Linked DNA regions of Columba livia: region 1 is linked to region 2. Evidence: chromatin contacts called from public Hi-C data. All regions are on one chromosome and are shown on one strand. The core of a region is the stretch at or near the end of the contact, and the rest is flanking DNA. Distances in the headings are between cores, read along the strand shown. Region 1 overlaps PRRX1 (paired related homeobox 1). Region 2 overlaps KIFAP3 (kinesin associated protein 3).

Region 1 (4,291 bases), core at 789-3,288, 200 kb before region 2:
TAAGATTTTGTGCTCAGAGCTGCCTGAAGTATCTTTCGAAAACCTCCCAGGAGAGAATGAGTTCTGGTTTATATGTATTTCCATGCATGAAAAGTATTTTCAAATGGAAATAAGGTTTAACTTCAGGGTACGCAAATGCTACGCAGAGAAGTTATAATTACTCTACAGCAGACATCACAAATGTAGGCAACGTGGCATGAAGATGACACTTAAAATAAAACTAAGTACATTAAGGTAGGAGATGCCTATTTGCCTATTAAGTCACGTACTGAAGCCAGCCCTGATGAGCAGCAATACCAAACCCGGCCATACAACCACGATAACAGCAGGTTTGTGTTTGTGATTAGAGGTCAGACTATGGAGATTTTGAACTATCATTTTTCTCCTATTACACAACACCGGCTGAGCTTTTTTCTGATCTTTGCTGTTTGTTTGGGTTTTTTTCTGCACCATCTGTGCACAAGACCTCAAATTATTTCAATTATAGAGAAAATACAAGTGTCTGAAGTTCCAGCCTTGTTAAGATCACAAAGAACACAGGACAAAAATAAGGCAAAGAAACAGATGCAATAGTTCTTCTAAAAGCCTTCACTTTCCATCATCTCATAAACTAATCAGGTTCAATTTTTCCACACACATAAAGTTATTTTGTGCACAGAGAGTGGGAATTCAGAAAGGCAATACTGAGCTTTAATATTAAATGGAAATGTGTATTTTCAGCATCACCCACAGGACTACAGCAGTTCCTCTCCCAAGTGTCTGCAATGTGGAACCTATCAGAATAATTTTTAGCTGACCGCATACAAACAATTACATATCATTACCAAGCTGTGAATAGCTTTTGCATGGATAGCATGCCTGCAGTCTCCTGTCGTGCTTGGCTCTGCCTGCCAGACCCAGGGAACTCGCTGAGGTCCTGCATGGCCGACGGTGAAGCCTCCAGTGTCCTGCACCAGGATGGACCTCCTGCCTGTGCCTTGGCCAAAAGGGACATTTCAAGGTGGGTTTCAAGGCACAGCACCAGCTGGCGACTCTCACCCACCATGAATGAGGTCTTGGGGTTGCTGCCTTCCTGGTGGAGCACCCGTAGACATCTCTGAGCTTTATCCTATGGCAAACGTAAGACAAACCCTCTTTTCAGGGTGGGTTCAGCTCTGGTGCTTGGCCTCTCATCTGCTGGGAACCTGCAGAGCACATGGGCAGTTACAGTGGCTAAGATGTGCATCCTCCCTAACCACGTCAACGTCCCCACTTGCTGGAGTTGACAGAAGAAATTACGCTTGTAAAAAAAAAGTAATCATGATGGAATGGAAATTCAGAGAGTCTTGCTGGAAATACATGATGGTAAGTGTTAATTACTGGGAGAACAATATTTGCAGGAGAAAAAATAGACATCCTTTTCCAGAAATTAGTACAAAGCCATTGAAAGTCCCCCTAGATCCCACAGACCAGCCCAAGTTCTGCTGTAACAGCTCTGCTTTTATATTGGCTAGGGTTTTCCTTCTGGGCATCCTACAGCTCATAAGGCACATGGCTTAGTCCTGCTCTTCTAACAAGCCTTTCCGCCAGGTCTCGGGGTCAGAGCGTTCCCATAATACAATAAGCACTGTATGGATCTCATAAGCTCCAAGGCACAGTATGTTATGTGTTTGGAATTCCTTGTATGCTTTTATACTTTGTTTTACATATTGTAATTTTTATATGCATTACCACATTGATCCTTGGAAAATTAATTTAAAAAAAAATATAATCAAAAGCAAACACATATTTTAAAAGCCTGCCAGCGGCAAATCACATTCTGTGAGACTGCACTTTGTAACTGACAAAGAGACCAAACCACCAGACCGTGGCAGCGATCCAGCGGGGTAGATTTACCAGGCTCAGGAGGGGACAGGATCCAAGGGGGCTGTAGTCCCCACAGAGTCCCTCATTAGGGGAGCGCGATGCCGCAAAAGCCTTGGACCTGTGACAGAGGAGCAGAAATGCAATCGCACAGCCAAACCCCACCAACATACCCAAAGGTATTGTATCTAAAATGGTCTGTGCCTCCCAGCGCAGCACTCCTCTGCAATGACGTCCAGCCGCTGGTGCCAGCGTGACCACCAGACCTTCCCTGGAGAACTGGAGCACCTCGGCCATCACAGCTCCTTCCTTCTTCTTGCATAAGACCCAGGATCAGTGTGCTTGGCAGCACAAAACATACGTGAAGTCACAGCTTTGCGAGGTCAGGGGTTTGATTTCCAACACCCACATCCTCTTCCCATCAGCTCCCCTTCCCATGCCATGTGTTCTGATGTTTCATCTCAGGAACGGCATTCACGCAGCCAAGATCAAACTTCCTAACCTCCACCCTGCTCCATCAGTATTTTCTCATTTCCAAAGCCGCCTCTCTACACTCTTGGCCCCCTCCCTGCCCTAGTTCATTCCAGATAACTTCTTTCTCCTCTCCACACCCTTTCTTGTCCTTTCTGCAAAGGCTTGAAAAGCCAGACTGTGTAATGCTGTTGACCCCAATGTGCATGTGATGAATATCTAAACCACCACAACAGATGGGAATATTCTTCTTAAAGAGTCACCACCGCACTTAGCTTGACCATCTAACAAGGATTTCCCATGCAGGAGCAGACTGCGCACCCATATCCATGCCCACCTGGATACCACCAGCTGCCTCAAAGACAGTGGCAACAAACCATCATGACAATCGGACAAGGACAGGCTGGCTATTCATCTATTTTCCACCCTGCAGCGAGCTCTATAGGGTTCACGTTGCAGAAAAGGCACACAGTATTATTTTCACCTGCTTCCTTGCTGGATTTACCTGGTGTCCCTTTTTCTTTATGTACAGAGGCAACCCACAGACCTATAGCTGGATCTAAACAGGTGTCACCTATGCCCCAGGTTTCAGGGATCAATACACCCCCTTTGATGCCAAGCTGTTGGGACAAGAGTTCAACAAAATACAGAACAAGTCAGGGAGACTCCCCCACTGTAGGGACCAAGCACAGGGTGGATTTTGACTCCTTCCATAAGAAGGAGTTCCTAGGAAAGAGCAAAAACAATACGGTACTGGTGCTTGGGCCAGGTGTTAATGGGGTGTACTGGAGTCAGGAGCACAACACAGACAATACTATGGTTGCTCCAGCCCTTTGGGATCGCACACTTCAGTCTTTTCCAGGTCTCTCCAGCTCTCAGAGCAGTTCCAGAGACCAAAACAGAAACCAGTTCCACTCTCTTCTGATGGCCACAGATTCAGAGGGTTGACTGTCCCTGCTAGTACTCACATAGAAGGATGCATCAGCAGCCACAAAGTGGGGACCCGGGAGCCCCCTCCCACTGCACACCCACCTGAGCTCTGGGCAACACCACTTCTTTTAAATTTTCACAGTATCACAGTATGTTTGGGATTGGAAGGGACCTCAAAAGATCATCTAGTCCAATCCCCCTGCTGGAGCAGGAACGCCTAGGTGAGGTTACACAGGAAGGTGTCCAGGCGGGTTTTGAATGTCTCCAGAGAAGGAGACTCCACAACCTCCCTGGGCAGCCTGTTCCAGTGTCTGTCACCCTCACTGAGAAGAAGTTTTTTCTCAAATTTAAGCGGAACCTCTTGTGTTCCAGCTTGATCCCATTACCCCTTGTCCTATCATTGTTTGCCACCGAGAAGAGCCTGGCTCCATCCTCATGGCACTCACCCTTTATATATTTATAAACATTAATGAGGTCCCCCCTCAGTCTCCTCTTCTCCAAACTAAAGAGACCCAGCTCCCTCAGCCTTTCTTCATAAGGGAGGTGCTCCACTCCCTTCATCATCTTCGTTGTCCTTCGTTGCCGTTTCTTTATAGTTAAAAAAAAGTCCAAAAAATCCTCATGAACTTTAGCTAGAAAACTTTCTAACAGGGAAAAATGGAGATTTTTTGTGAGAATCAGATAAGTGTATAAAGAAAAAAAAAAAAAAAAAAGGAAAAAAACATTTTTTAAAAAAAAAAGGGTTACCAAGACAGAAAAAGGCTGCTTCGGCAGGGATTAATTTTCAGTCCATATATACGTTGCAGACGAACCACTTAAATCTTTGAATTGGCTCATTTCCAAACATTGCGGTAGCCACAAGAGTCTGCAAACGTCACCCAGCAATCTCCTGCCCGCACCGGGAAACACTGACTCAAGCTGACCGGCTCCATGAATGTCTCTGCTTGTTCAGGTCCCCGCGAGGCCCCCCGTGCTGCTCAGAAGTGCCATCATTAAACAGCCCCGGCCCGACTGGATCTGGAAATTCACTTGGACGCCTTTTTTTTTT
Region 2 (4,233 bases), core at 1,559-4,058:
TGGTTTTATAGAACCTTTCAGTAAAATACTTTGCAGTCTACTCACATGAACTGCTCCAATTTTTCTTGAGAAGCTTTTTGTCTTTCGTATGTGTTAATGTGAAAATATACTAATGTCATCTTTGAAATGTGTGAAACACAAAAGGCACCCACAGGATAATATTATCTTTTAGGATTATAAAACAATCAGTATGTGACTTATTTGAAAGACACTGGATTCCTTCTACAACACTTTTTAGTGGTAGTTATTATTTTTCTCTCTGGTACATTGTTTATCATTTCATACAGAGACAAACTAGTTGTGTCAACGGGTATATCCACTGCTAAATTGGTGTTACATTCGATATTGAATTTCCTAGCTGGAAACTGATGAGGGCTTTCTCTAGATGGCCTTTCACAAATATATTCCTGGCAGAGTGGGGTTGAGAGAGTGTTTTGTGGTACTGGGGAGAGAAGGAGTAGTTAGCATTGCCTTTCCTCCCTCTTTGCAGAAATACATAGTTCATTTGGATAGACCAGGCGAGACCCTTTCATTAATGTTACATCTCCAATTTAAATTTTCCCTCTATTAGCTAGGACTTTTGTGCTGTTTGTTTTCTGTTTAAGTGTTTGTAATACCTACAAAACCAGGCTTCTATTAACATGGCTTTTTTTTTCCTCCTTCTAGCAAATGAAAACTACAAACAAGTAGCAATGTGTATTCTGTATCACATCAGCATGGATGATCGCTTTAAATCGATGTTCGCATACACAGACTGTATCCCACAGGTATGTGGTTTTAAATAGGATGAGGAGTAAGATACAGCTTTGCCTGTCCTCTCTTCTCGTTCATAGCAGAGCTCGCACTGACACCCACAGGTGGAAGTGGGAACGACCACGATGCCGCAGAGTTGGTGTTGAACCACCTACTCATGGGGCAGTCTGACTGTTCTTGCTGTCTTTCAATGGTCCTCAGAAAAAGAGTAAGTGACATGTTCTCTGTCAGTGCTTCTGACACTTGAGCGGCATCAATGAACTGGTAAAAAGACGGGTGTGCTGATGAATTTCTGCAGAAGACCAGGAATGCTTGAAAGATATTAAAGCTTGTGCACAGCAGGTCTTTAGGGAACCTTGTGGAAAGAATTTCCTTCACTGTTTTAGGAGGCATTCTTTTCTAATCCCATTGGGTATCAAAATGTCAATGTCTCCAGTGTTACAGGATATGAACTGGAAACCAGCAGAGCTGTGTTACGTTGCTACATGTCAGTTCCTCTTCCAACTGCAGGCATGCACAACATGGGAGGCTTGAAGTCTATGGAAGGCTCTTCACTGATCTTTCAGGCTACAGTTTGTCGTATAACCCTTTGTCTCCGGTCATAGACTTTGATCCAAACACAGACACAGTATCATGGGGTTTGGGGTTTTCTGTGTATGTTTTTTTTGTTTGTTTATTTGTTTTTAACAAGTACCAAATCTTCTCTTACCAATCTTTTTCTCAGTCCTGATGAGGCTGGAGTTAAGAAAGTCTGCATTTCTTAAGTGTAAAAGCTCTCTGGTAGCTTTTGCAGAATTGCACCACGATGCCTTCTTTTCTGCCAAACATGTTTTTTTATGGTCAAATACATCCAGAATGCGAAGTTGCCATGGAAAATTTTCAGAATGTTTCTGATCATTACCTCATGACAAAAATGGTGATTTTTTCCAAATACAGGAGGATTTTGGAGAATAGAGAAGGGAGAACTGGGGGAAGCAACAAGTATAATATGTGGTACAAAATGGTCTTGTAAATATCCTGCTGACTGTCACAAGAAGCAACTATATGTTAAGGCATTTGCATTGATACAAGGGACCTGCTTTGTTCTGAGCAGTTACTGGCCAAACAAGAATTCGTGCACTGTGTCTTGTGGCTCACTTATGATGTACTTTCAGGGAATCTTGGCATAGCTCTTAGATCCCCAGTGCCAAAATGTAAAGAGCTGTGGAAACTTCAGTGATATCGTACTCTGAGCTTTGGTGAACATCATTGTTCCGAGAGGCAGTGACTGCGCAAACTAGTGCTTACAGAGCTGGTGGAGCAGGAGCAAGTCTGCTGCCTTCACTGGAATTGGACTATAACTACAAAATTTGGAGGACAGCTACGGCTGTTGATGCTTCTGTGGCTGATGTAATTGTTCACAGGTTCAGAAAAGACAAGCTGGACAATCAGAGCTTAAATTTTATTAGTGAGTGTTCAAAATTAGGCCAGTTATACTGGAAGACAGGGGTAGCAGAAAAGGTATCAGGAGAAGAAAATAACCTTTTTAAGAGGACTCCTTGCCATCTGATTCTACCTTGGAAAACCAAATTATCTTTTCGATAGTAGTATCTCCTCTTCTGTGGGCTTGTTTCCTTTTGAGGAAAGGTGTACATCTAAACTGGCAAATACTCAATAATGAATATTTAGCTGTTGTTGAAAGTGATTGGAAAATCCATCCCCTGTTGGCATTTTGAGCAGGGAGAGTGCTTGACAAGGGCTCACGCGTGCTGTCCCAGGTAAACATCCTTGTGGATTGCAGGAGTTAGTGGGTGCTATTCTAGTAACAGTTAAAAGTGAGTATTAACAGTTCATTCTTGTTTAGACCTCAGCAATGCGTGTTTTGTTTAAATAGGTGCAAATGCCATCCAGATGCTTATAAAAGCCTTTATTGGTAATAACCTGGCCAATCAAAGGGCATGGTTAGGCAGTGATGTCATGGCGATATTTAATATTTTACCGCAGAGCCGTGTGCAAGGTTCTCCGCAGCTACCCACATGTTTTCCACCACGGTTGTCCTGTTTGGCCCCTCTTTGATCTATAAGCTTCTTTTCAGCTTAATGCTGGTAAACGTCCTCTCTTGACAGCACCCTTTGCTCCTGTCCGCCATTATCTGCTGAAGTTCAGAAACCAGAGCATCACTTCAAACAGCCGAGTTAGGGAGTAGCTGGTCAGGAGAGATTCCTGAGGCATGCAGTTCTGGCATAATCATTCAAAGATGTTTGAGCCGGGCGTGGGGAGGGGGTTGGACAGAGGTGTATGTGAGCAGAGAGCTGTGGGGGTTGGCCTCTGGTCACTGGTAAATAAGTGAAGTCAGGTGCCAGAGAGTCTAGACACAGTGATTTCAGTCCTGGTCTGTGGTATCTGATACTCAATATGGGACTTGTCTGATTGAACACTACTGCCTCTTCATTGCACATGCGGCAGCCTTTTTACTGCCTTCCTGTTAAATCAGTAAAAGATGACAATGGACATAGTAAAAGCAGAACAAATTTAATTTTAATATTTCCTATTTGGCAGCAATTACTCTTCCTTTTGAAGTGGCACAAGAAGCAATCAAATTAAATGAAGACATAATAGGAAACATGGAGCTCATACGAAACTATTATTTTAAAATTTGAACGGCTTTAATTGAAACTGGATATATTTTTTGTTTTTATAGAGAAGTAGTTCAGTAATTAACAGTGTAATCCCATCTTGTTAAACATCTAATTTCCACAGATTTTGTATTGTGTAAGTAATGAGAATGTTTCCCTTCAAATTATTTGAAGGGGGTTTAAAAATCTGTTTTTAAAGGTTTTGTAACAGAAGAGTTGCAGGGGGTGATTTTTTCAAAGCTCATGCTCTACTTGTTAAGTGGCGACTTTCTTCTCTGGTTAATTCACTGTCAGGCTTGCAGATTTAATAAACTGGGGAATTTATAAGTTCTTAAAACAACCTGGGGAAATATGATTCTGCCATTTTAAGAAAGGGAGGAAGAAATAAATGACATGTTTTTAAACAATACATGGAACTCCCAGAAAAAGAGATTAATAACTATGTTGTAACATATATTTTTTTAACTATTATTTTATTTCGGTCCACTTGGAGTGGCAGCCTGCTATCTGATAATAGAGAAGCATTCAGAATGGCTGTAGTAAAATACTTTGGTGTGAAATACCTGTAGTTTTATTGTTCTTTTTCATCCCTCTCTCTAAATGGGATGCTCACCCGCTTTCTCCAGTTTTTAATGCTTTAGAAACTGTCTTTCCACCAGGGGGCAAGCACACAAATATTTAATGATTAGTTGTTGCTTTCTTCTACTCCCACCCCTTTTTGACACAAACTGAGCTACATTTTTTGTACCTTATGTCCCGCTTATCTTTAGGTTCAGTTGTTTCTACTGCCAGTAATCTCAGTCCTGTTTTGCATTATAATCTTGGCGTGTCTTATGAACTGAGCAGGTTTTAGGAGCAAATGGGG

What was found. A called contact is a pair of places that touch in the nucleus more often than the background predicts.
Region 1: a contact with region 2 is called in a Hi-C map of liver, with 1.4 times the contacts expected there. The contact joins two enhancer-like sites. A contact is called at or near these places in 2 of 2 Hi-C or Micro-C datasets (crop and liver).

The regions. Positions count from the first base shown.
Region 1 is chr8:15,681,003-15,685,293 of bColLiv1.pat.W.v2, reverse strand. All of the region lies in intron 1 of PRRX1 (paired related homeobox 1), which reads right to left. Among named protein-coding and RNA genes, the nearest start is that of PRRX1, 25 kb to the right of the region's middle. Within about 2 kb of position 2,038, at least 1 of the 3 cell types and tissues checked has an H3K27ac peak away from gene starts, as active enhancers do.
Region 2 is chr8:15,481,051-15,485,283 of bColLiv1.pat.W.v2, reverse strand. KIFAP3 (kinesin associated protein 3) reads left to right here. Exons shown (of 20, transcript XM_065071052.1): 11 at 667-767. Among named protein-coding and RNA genes, the nearest start is that of KIFAP3, 30 kb to the left of the region's middle. Within about 2 kb of position 2,808, at least 2 of the 3 cell types and tissues checked have an H3K27ac peak away from gene starts, as active enhancers do.